Linked DNA regions of Sus scrofa: region 2 is linked to region 1. A link is a contact called in public promoter capture Hi-C data. All regions are on one chromosome and are shown on one strand. The core of a region is the stretch at or near the end of the contact, and the rest is flanking DNA. Distances in the headings are between cores, read along the strand shown.

Region 1 (4,483 bases), core at 1,155-3,654:
TCTTTCCAGGCATCTGAGTTACCCTTTTTCCATTTCCTCCTGCCTCTTCCCCATCAGTTTATCAAAAGTTGTTAGCTGAAAGCAAGCCCCAAGATCTCCCATCCCATTGGGGTGACAGGAATGGGTTTTGAAAAGATGGAAACAATACAGAAATTCTCAGTGTTTACATGTATATTGGAATATTTTCTGTTAGACTTCTTAAAGTTCCAAAGAATTTGCTAATCCCTACTATGTGCATGGGAAACTTTTAAGTACTTTGGGGACGCAAAGTGATATAAATGCAATGGTTTCCCCCCAAGGAGTCTACTTCATCACATTAAATCTTGATTAAATGAGGGTAGAGAGATGAATAAGACAGGGTCCCTACTCTTAAGCAGCTTCCTTGTAAGTGAGAGAAACAGACACATAAACAACCATCTAGACTATAAGGCAGAATGAAAGGAGTAACAAGTGGATGGGAGATTAGGAGGACTAGCTAGGAGACTCATGCAAGACTGAATTGTGAAGTAGTATCTGGCAGCACAGGACCAAGTGCTCAGTGGAGAAGCTGAAGGAAACTCAGGAACTCAGAGAACTGAGATGAACTTTGAAGAAGGGTTCTTGGGGGAAGAGGCCTTCATAGTGAACCTGTAGCTGGACACCTTCCCACATAACCTGCTCCCCTAGCTCTAGCGGCTCTGCCCACTCAAAGCTTCCTTCTGCGTCCCTGAGTTCTCTGCTCCCTTCATTTCATGTCTTCTCCCCTCAAGATGAAAACTCCATGGACTTTCCGCTGTGGCTTAGCAGTAATGAACCTGACTAGTATGCATGAGGATGTGAGTTTGATCCCTGGCCTCGATCAGTGGGTTAAGGATTCGGCATTGCCGTGGGCTGTGGTGTAAGTCGCAGATGCAGATCAGAGCCCAAAGCTCTGCAGCTCCCACAGGTGTAGGCCAGCAACTATGGCTCCAATTCAACCCAAGCCTGGGAACCTCCGTATGCCGCAGATGGGGCCCTAAAAAGACAAAAAATAAAAATAAAACTCCACACGCCAGGTATCTCCTCTAGTTTTTGGAGTCCAGTGATGATGCATGGGCAGGACCGAAGCAAGGTTACTCCGTTACCCCCACCCCATTCCTTACAGTGAAATCTGGGGATTCCCCAGGCTTTCTCACTACCTCCTCTGGCTCAGGCACCCTGTTGCTGACCTGCCAGGTTCTGCTTAGCTCTGCAACCCCATACTTTAGAAGACATTGTTTACTCGTGTGTGCTTAGTGCTCAGACTAATGACTGGATTTGGGAGAGAGGTACTTAACACCTTCCTGTTTACCTCTCTAAGGAAGGCTTTGCCATATGTGTGTGGAGAAGGGTCTCTTGGGGAATGGGGGGATTCCTTTGAATCTTTTGTAGGATTTTCCTTCCCTGCCTCCAGAAAACAACGATAAGCCTCTGTCCAATAGGGATGGAGTCTATTCCCTTAAATCTTAACCTTAAATCAGGAAAAAGGGTGGATCCTGAGGCAGAGTGTACCTATAACATCATTTTTGGGGGGCTTGCTGGGATATCACATATTTGGATGGCAGGGTCTTCTGGCTGAATCTATTGATAGTCCAGTGCTGCACTGCTTAGCTCCCATCTCATTACCACCCCCTCTACACGTGCTCCATAGGCAGGAGCTGTTACTATGGAAATAAATTATTTTTAAAAACAGAAGCAGCCCAGGCTTGGGAAATATCTCCAGAACAAACCCACACAAGCAAGGAGGTTCATAGGGTGTCCCTGGGTCCTGGCTCCAAGGGGAAGGGGGTGGGGATGGAGAAGTAGTTTCAATATTCTGTGTTCTATTCTCAACCTCTACCATGCTCAGGTTCTGCTTTCTCTCCAGTCACTATCAGCTGGACCTCTGCCATGCACGTCTACCTAGGAGAGATGCTCTGCCCCGATTTACCCAGGGCCTAGCTTTGTCCAGGATATAGGAACCTAGAAGCTGCTGAGCCTGGGAGTGTGGGGAGAAGGGGTCAGTGCTACCCACAGAGGTCACCTCTAGGTGACCTAGCTTTGTCCAGGATATAGGAACCTAGAAGTTGCTGAGCCTGGGAGTATGGGGAGAAGCGGTCAACGCTACCCACAGGGGTCACCTCCTTCTAACTCCACAGGCGCCCAAACTATAGAAAGCTGAGGAGCGTAGGGGAAAGCAGAGGCGGCATCTCAGGTGAGTGAAGTTACTCTTGCTTATTCGTGCCTTGAGCCCGGGGGAGCGGGAGTACCCCCGGATTCCAGAATGGGGCAGGGTAGTTAAAGATACCGCCTATTTCCAAACCGGGGACCTCCTCCCCTCTCCGCTGGTCCTCCCAACCTCTTCCAGGGCTGGAGCGCAGGGCTCGCTAAGCTCCGCCCCGCGCGGGTGCGGCTCCTTTAAGGGGGGGGGACGGGGGGGCGAGCCGTGTTGTCAGTGTCAGCTCTGCGCACGCAGCCCTCCCGGAGCCGGTGCCGGCCCGCGAGCCCCAGCGTCTCTGCAAACGAGTCCCCGCCCGGGTCCGGCGGGGCCCCCGCCGTGGGAGGAGTCGGGCGCTGGCCGGCGACTAACCCGGGTTGGACGGCCAAACCAACCGAGGAGGGCCCTGGGCCACGGAGAGAGGGACCCCGGCGTCGTAGCCCCCAGGAATCTCCTTTCCTGGATCTGTGGCACCCACTAGTCCCGGGCACCAAGCCTGGGAGAGCCCCCGATCCCGCGCGCCCAGCCCCGGGGGAGCCCGCCCCCGCCCCGCGGCCCGCCCGGGCCATGCTCCCCCGGGGCAGCCGCTGAGCCGGAGCCGGAACCAGGACCGTAGCCCGCACAGAGCATGGATCCGGGCTGGGGGCAGCAGGACATGGGCTGGGCGGCCCTACTGATCCTCTTCGCCGCCTCGCTGCTCACGGTGTTCGGCTGGCTGCTGCAATATGCCCGGGGCTTGTGGCTGGCGCGGTCCCGCGGGGGCCGGGGCCCGGGACCCGCCTTAGCTGCCGAGCCCGCCGGCTCCCTGCGGGAGCTGGGCGTGTGGCGCTCGCTGCTGCGACTGAGGGGGACTCGGGCTGGCGCCCCAGAGGAGCCAGGCGTCCGGGGCCTCCTGGCGTCGCTCTTCGCCTTCAAGTCTTTTCGGGAGAACTGGCAGCGGGCTTGGGTGCGAGCGCTGAACGAGCAGGCCTGCAGGGATGGGGTGAGTTGGACAGGAGGACCTAGGTTGTCCCCTCACCCAGCCTTTCCTTCTAGGGGAGGGATTGTTCAGGCCAGGAGCGCCGGATGGGGGTGGGGATCAGCTGGGGAACCCATGGCCTCTCTTCCCCTCTGGGATCGGAGAAAAGGGTGCAGGTGAGGCTGGAGGTTGTAGAAATCCGGCTTTGTCCCAAATCCTCTATTCTTGTGGTCTGGGTACTCTCCTGCTCCAAACCTGTGCACAAGTTGCTGTTCTCATAGCAACGCTAATCCCTGTGCCTGAGGGCACTTCCGCCTAGCCTGGGTGCTGGTTCTGTGGGTGGCGGGGAGGCGCGGGGGTGAGCAGAGGTAGAAGGGAAACTGGTGCACCTGTGGCAGGAATCTGCCTGGTCCTCATGCCACCACACCCAGTCCACACTTCATGCCCCAGATCCCTGGTGTGACAGGGCAGGTCCCCAAGGAGCCTGGATCCCTGCCACCCTACCCCATCCCTTAGTAATTTCACTGCTACAGTCTAACCCATCCTTCTCCATGGTACCCACGGTGCATGTGTTGAGGGAAAGGTGTTCAGCTGGAGAGAACCCATGTCCCTTCTGGTAGATGAGCCTCAAGCTGCCCCTTGAGGGTCAGTCACAAACCAGCCCAGCCTACTTCCTCCCATTGCACCACGGGCAGCTGGCCTCCCAGGAAGTGGGGCAGGAAGCGTGGTCATAAGACTGATGTGGGGTGGGTGGTGGGGACCTCCCTCTCTTGGGATCCCCTCCCATCTTGGCCCAGTCATCTCTCCTTGCCCTCACAGCCTGTTAGCCTCAGACTCAGAGGGTTCTCCATTTCCAGCTACCATTAGTCTGAGGGCTTTACTCCACTAGCTCCCCAGATGCCTGGAAACAGAAGTGGCCGCAGAAGAAACTGCTCTGCTTCCCCTGGCCAGCAGAAAGCCAGGTGGCATCTGTCAGTCTACACCCTGAACTCAGCCCTCCACCCAGCTCTCCCTGTACCTTGTCCCTGGGTCAGGAGTGACTCCCCAGGACAGCTGACTCAGCTGGACATTAGCCTCCCTTGCAGGGGGTGGGGGAGATTGGGGTTCCAAGCATCCATCTCCCCTGGCCTGGCTTTCGAACAAGACAGCTACAGGAGCAGAGAAGTTCGCTTCCTCTGGTTTGCCAGGCAAATGAGCCCCGTGGCTTTGTTTTCTCTCATCCCAAGACCCAAGGAGGAGCTACCAGGTTAATTCCTCTTCCCATCCGGTCCTCCGGATGGGGCTACGGCAAGTTGCTTCCACTGCTGTGGAAGAATTAGGAAGCTCTTTCA
Region 2 (4,383 bases), core at 51-2,550, 200 kb after region 1:
GAATCTCTCCCTGAGGTAAGGGCAGGGGTCAGGGCAAGGACCAGGCAGTGAGCAGGAGTGACGTCAGTGGTGCCAGCGTGCTGCCCGCCCCGCGAGGAGGTGATGTCACTCCATACCATCTGGCCGGACTCGGGTGCCTGGGTGGCTGCCCTGGGCTGACAAGCAGAGCAGATGGAGTGGTCTACAACCAGAGCAGAAGCTTGAGATCCCTAGTTCCTTTTCCCCAGAGCTAGAAGGGCAGGGCTGGGTGGGGCTGGACCTTCTGCAGCTGTGGAGCCCGATTTAGCCCTTTCCCCAGAAGGGCTTGGGAGGCAGCAGCCGAGGGTACCCCAGGGGCTGTCAGCACCGGCATGAGGCCACCCTAGTTCCCAGACCTCCCCTTCCCCAGCCAAAGAGAGGCTGGGACCGGGGAAAGGGAGCCAAGAGAAACGCGACACCGCTGCGGGCCATACAAGGGCACCATGAACCTGGGAGCGCCGGGCTCCTGGGCAGTTCCAGAGAAAAACTCCGAGGTGCAAGGGTGCATTTTCCACTTGAATGTGGTCCCATTCCGGGAAGTGTAACAAGTCTGGGCACTTCCGCTCTGGGAATCCTCGATCCTTCGTCCCTGCCACCTGTGATCCCGTCACCCGGGTAGGCGCGAGGCGACCCACACCGCCCTCCAGCCTCTGCCAACGCCCTGCTGGGGCGGGAGCCGCCGTTCCTCCCCCTCTCGCTCACCTCCAGCCTGGCTCAAAGCCCAGGCGGGAGAAGGAGGGGTCGGCGCATCCCCTCCAGCTAAGAGAGCTGCCTTTTCCAGCAACAGGCGAGCGCGGAATTCAGGTTTGGGGGATGCACTGTAGCTGCGTCTCCCGCCAAAGCTCTAAACGCGGGCCCCCAGAAAAAGCACCTGAGGAAAAGCTCTCCACAGAACCCAAGAGACTCGGCCCACCCCTTCCCGCTCCAAGAAGCAGCCCCCCGCCTTTCCAATTAGGCTCCCAGGACGGTCTGGAATAGAGCTGCAAACTGGTTGCAAAGAAGAGTTGCACGCGCGCAAGGCGCTCGGTGCCCGAGACTTGGGGAGGAGGAGCGCACGCCGCAGTGCAAAGCCCGGGTCCCCGTCTCGATGCCGGCTCTGCTCCCGGGCACGCTCCGCCGAAGATTCCCGGGCCAGGCCGTTCGGGGCGCGGGCCCCCCAGCTAGTTCACTCACCCGCAACGCGGCGACAGCAGCAGCAGGAGGCTAGCAGGAAGGCACAGATGAGCCCGGACGTCCCCATGCTTCCCGGCCGGAGGGCGAGAGCCAAGTGAGGGAGCTCGCGGCTGCCGGGGCTGACGTCAGGGGGGCGGGGGAGGGGGCCCGGAGCGCCGGGGCCGGCCTGCCACGCCCCGCGCAGCCCCCCGCGCCCCCCCGCCCAGCTCGCCGCAGCCCTAGGGGGCGGGCCCGGCGCCGAGATGCCCGGAGCTTTGCTGCGGGACCGCGCGGCGCGAGGGGAGGCCGGAGCCCGCCTCCCAGCTCCCAGCTGGGGAACCGAGAGGGGGCGGCGACAGGTGTCTCCCGGCCGGACTGCCCAGCCGAGACGGCAACGTGGGGAAGCTGGCACGGATGCTCGAAGTCCCACCGCTTCAGATCCCGCCGCGCTCACCCCGGCTCAGCCCCCGCCCATCCGTGTAGCCCTGGGGGACCTCCTGGCGGAGAAGCCACTGACCTGGTCCTTGGCGTCCGGATGGGGGCCTCCCTCCCATTCCATTCCTCTCCCTGCCTCCTCCTCCGCCTCTCCGGACCCCTGCCACAGAGAACGATTGCACCACGGCGGCTGCCGCCGGCCTGGCATTGCAGTCCTGGCAGCTTTGAGGGAAGAACCGTAGGCCCAGGTCCACAGACCCAGAGGTGCCTTTACTGGGGCGTGGAGATGGCGCTCTAAGGGCTGTCCCTTCATTCCCAGCTCTTGTAAGTCCGTCTTTACCTAGAGGAAGGAAGGAGGGGCCGGATTCCCAGGCCCAGGGTTGTCCCACTTGTCCAGGCCCCGGCCTCCGTCTTGAGACGTCTGCTTCTGCCCTCTGCACTCATCGAGCCTAGTCCCACTCACTCTCGCCTCGCCTGAGTGAGGAAGAGGGGAGGGAAGAGAGTACATGGGTGTGAGGTCTCCAGCTTGACCCCCATTGTCTTTTGCTGTGCGGGAGGGTTGAAAGGACCCCTGCAGCGGGACTCTGCCCCTTCCACCAGGCCTCTCAAGCCCCCTGTTGCTGCGGCTCAGCTGCTGCCAGGAAGGGTTTGGAGCAGGAATCAGCAGGAACCTCAGGCTGCCCGGCCTGAGTGAGATCTGCCACACAGCCAGGTGAGGGGAACCCGGTAGCCCCCTTCGTCCCAAACCTTGGGTCTTCTGGCCTCTTGAACTAAAAGTGAGAGTGGACCCTTGCATCAGAGACCCCCCCCCCCCGCCCAGTCCCCTATCCCTGGGAAAGGGGTCCACATCTGCTGGGACTCCTTCAACAAGGAGGGTCCAAAGGGAGCCTGGGGTAGAGTCCAACTGGCTGGCAGGGCAGCCTGCTGCTGGTTGGGGGAGGAGCAGAATGAGGCAGCAAATGCCAGAGATGGGCAGGTGACTTGAGAGGATGCTCTGGGATAGTGTTTTGATGACAAAGAGATGACACTCGAACCACATCAGCCCTTTCTTTCGGAACCTTAGCGGAACCTTTGCTGACCCCCTCCTCCGTCTCCGTTAGTGGCCAGAGGCCATGGCAAGCCAGCCAGGCCAGAGGCTGGAGCCTGGGGTGGGGGGCGGTCGGGGGATTGAGAAGAGGAGGGTTCTTCCCTCTCCCCCAGAGTGAATGTATGGACTGGCCCAGGGCCCAGAGTGGAATGGATGCTGATGCGGTGGTTTGCCTGCAGGGGCAGGAGTGGGGATGGCTGAAGGATGCTGTTGGCCCTGGCAAGCCCGGAGCTGGGCATGGTGCTTGGCTTCCCTGCCCCCACCCGCTTCCCTTCACTTAACCCCATTAACTAATCATTCTCTCTCTGGCCTGAAAACAAAGCCAGCTAACCACCAAGGACGGTCAGTTCAGAATGGTTCTTCCGCCCTGAGAAAAGTGAAGCCAGGTGGGGGTGGAGGAGCTGCCTCTGCAGTGAAGGGAAAGTGAGGTTAGAGACCCCGGTGACATCCCTTCCCTGCACGTCCCCAGCAAACAAGCACAAAGACTGTCCTTTAAGGAAGCCAGTAGCCTGGGGTGATCTGGGCTGCCAGGGAGTGGGTGGTAGAAGTCAGGGGCAGACAACTCTGGGATGTCTTCATGAGGGGGGCCTCTCAGATTCCAAACCAAAAAGAGGTCAGGACCTTGGAGAAGATTCAGAGGGGACTGGAGACAGAAGAAAAAGGAGTGACGGCAGCACGGGGTGAAAGAGCGAAGGGTAGAGGGTATCAGCCCTCCAGCTCCTCTAAGATGCCAGCAGATAGAGCTTCAGCAGTTCTAGGCAAGAGAGAAGGCGGCAGGGGAACTTGCAGCGAGAAAGGATGGCGATCAAGGAGGCAGCCCCCGATCTTCCATCAGCAGAGACTCTCGGCGCCTGGACTGGTTTGGAGGCAGCCTTGCTCCTCCAAGATCAGATCAGAAGACCAAGATTAGAAGAGACTCAGGCCAGAGTCCTAATTTTTTGCCTCTTTTCTCCCCAAAGGAAAGGGCAGGAAGGCTGCCTTCCTCCACCTCCATGGTAGGACCAGGCTACTCAGACTTGAGAGGACTTGCTGTGTCCAGTGCCCTCTGTGTGTTTCTCTGCTATAGATCTGACCACAGGTAGAGAAACTGGGGCTGCATGGGGTGGTGGCCATGGTCTGGGTCCCTTAGCTCCTGTCTCCAGCATGAGTGGGGCTTTCATTTCATTGTAGGAAGTGGAGAAGAGCGGGGCCCCACCTCGGTGGAGTTGGAGGTAAAAAGCCAAGGATGGGCCTTCCTCCCAGGGGATCACTGGGTGGAATTTAAACCTAGGAGTCCTCTCTCTCTCATAGTGGGTATGGTGGCCTCCCACCCACCCCTCTGGTGGAGGGACCTTAAGCAGGAGGATATGACAAGGACAGACTGGGTGGAGGAAGGAAGCTGATAAAGACAAGTGTGCAGCTGCAGTGAGAAAGAGTGGGGGGTGGAGGGGTGGCTCAATAGTCTTGGCAATGACAGAGGCTGGGGATCGAACCCCCTGGCCTGGCAAAAAAATAGGGTTCAGTATGAGTCTTTGGATGGGGAGGTAGGAGAACTGTTCCTGGGGGGCGGGGGGTCTGAGCTGGGAGGAGACTGTGCTGAGGGAGTGAAAAGCAGGGTAGGAGGAGTGGGGGGGCAGTTGCTGCTGAAGACATCCGGGGGCCAGGAAACCGGATACTGGGGGGCTGGGTGGAAGATGTTGGGGAAGAGATTG

The links. Promoter capture Hi-C pulls out the DNA fragments that hold promoters and counts their contacts.
Region 2: a promoter capture Hi-C map of fetal skeletal muscle shows a contact between it and region 1, with 2.8 times the contacts expected there. The contact joins the promoter of MCAM here to the promoter of C2CD2L in region 1. A contact is called at or near these places in 2 of 5 promoter capture datasets (fetal skeletal muscle and liver) and 1 of 47 Hi-C or Micro-C datasets (skeletal muscle).

What each region holds. Positions count from the first base shown.
Region 1 is chr9:46,319,357-46,323,839 of Sscrofa11.1, forward strand. C2CD2L (phospholipid transfer protein C2CD2L) reads left to right here and starts at 2,405. Exons shown (of 14, transcript XM_013979465.2): 1 at 2,405-3,176. The coding sequence starts at 2,823.
Region 2 is chr9:46,520,791-46,525,173 of Sscrofa11.1, forward strand. MCAM (cell surface glycoprotein MUC18) reads right to left here and starts at 1,301. Exons shown (of 16, transcript XM_005667431.3): 1 at 1,192-1,301. The coding sequence starts at 1,258.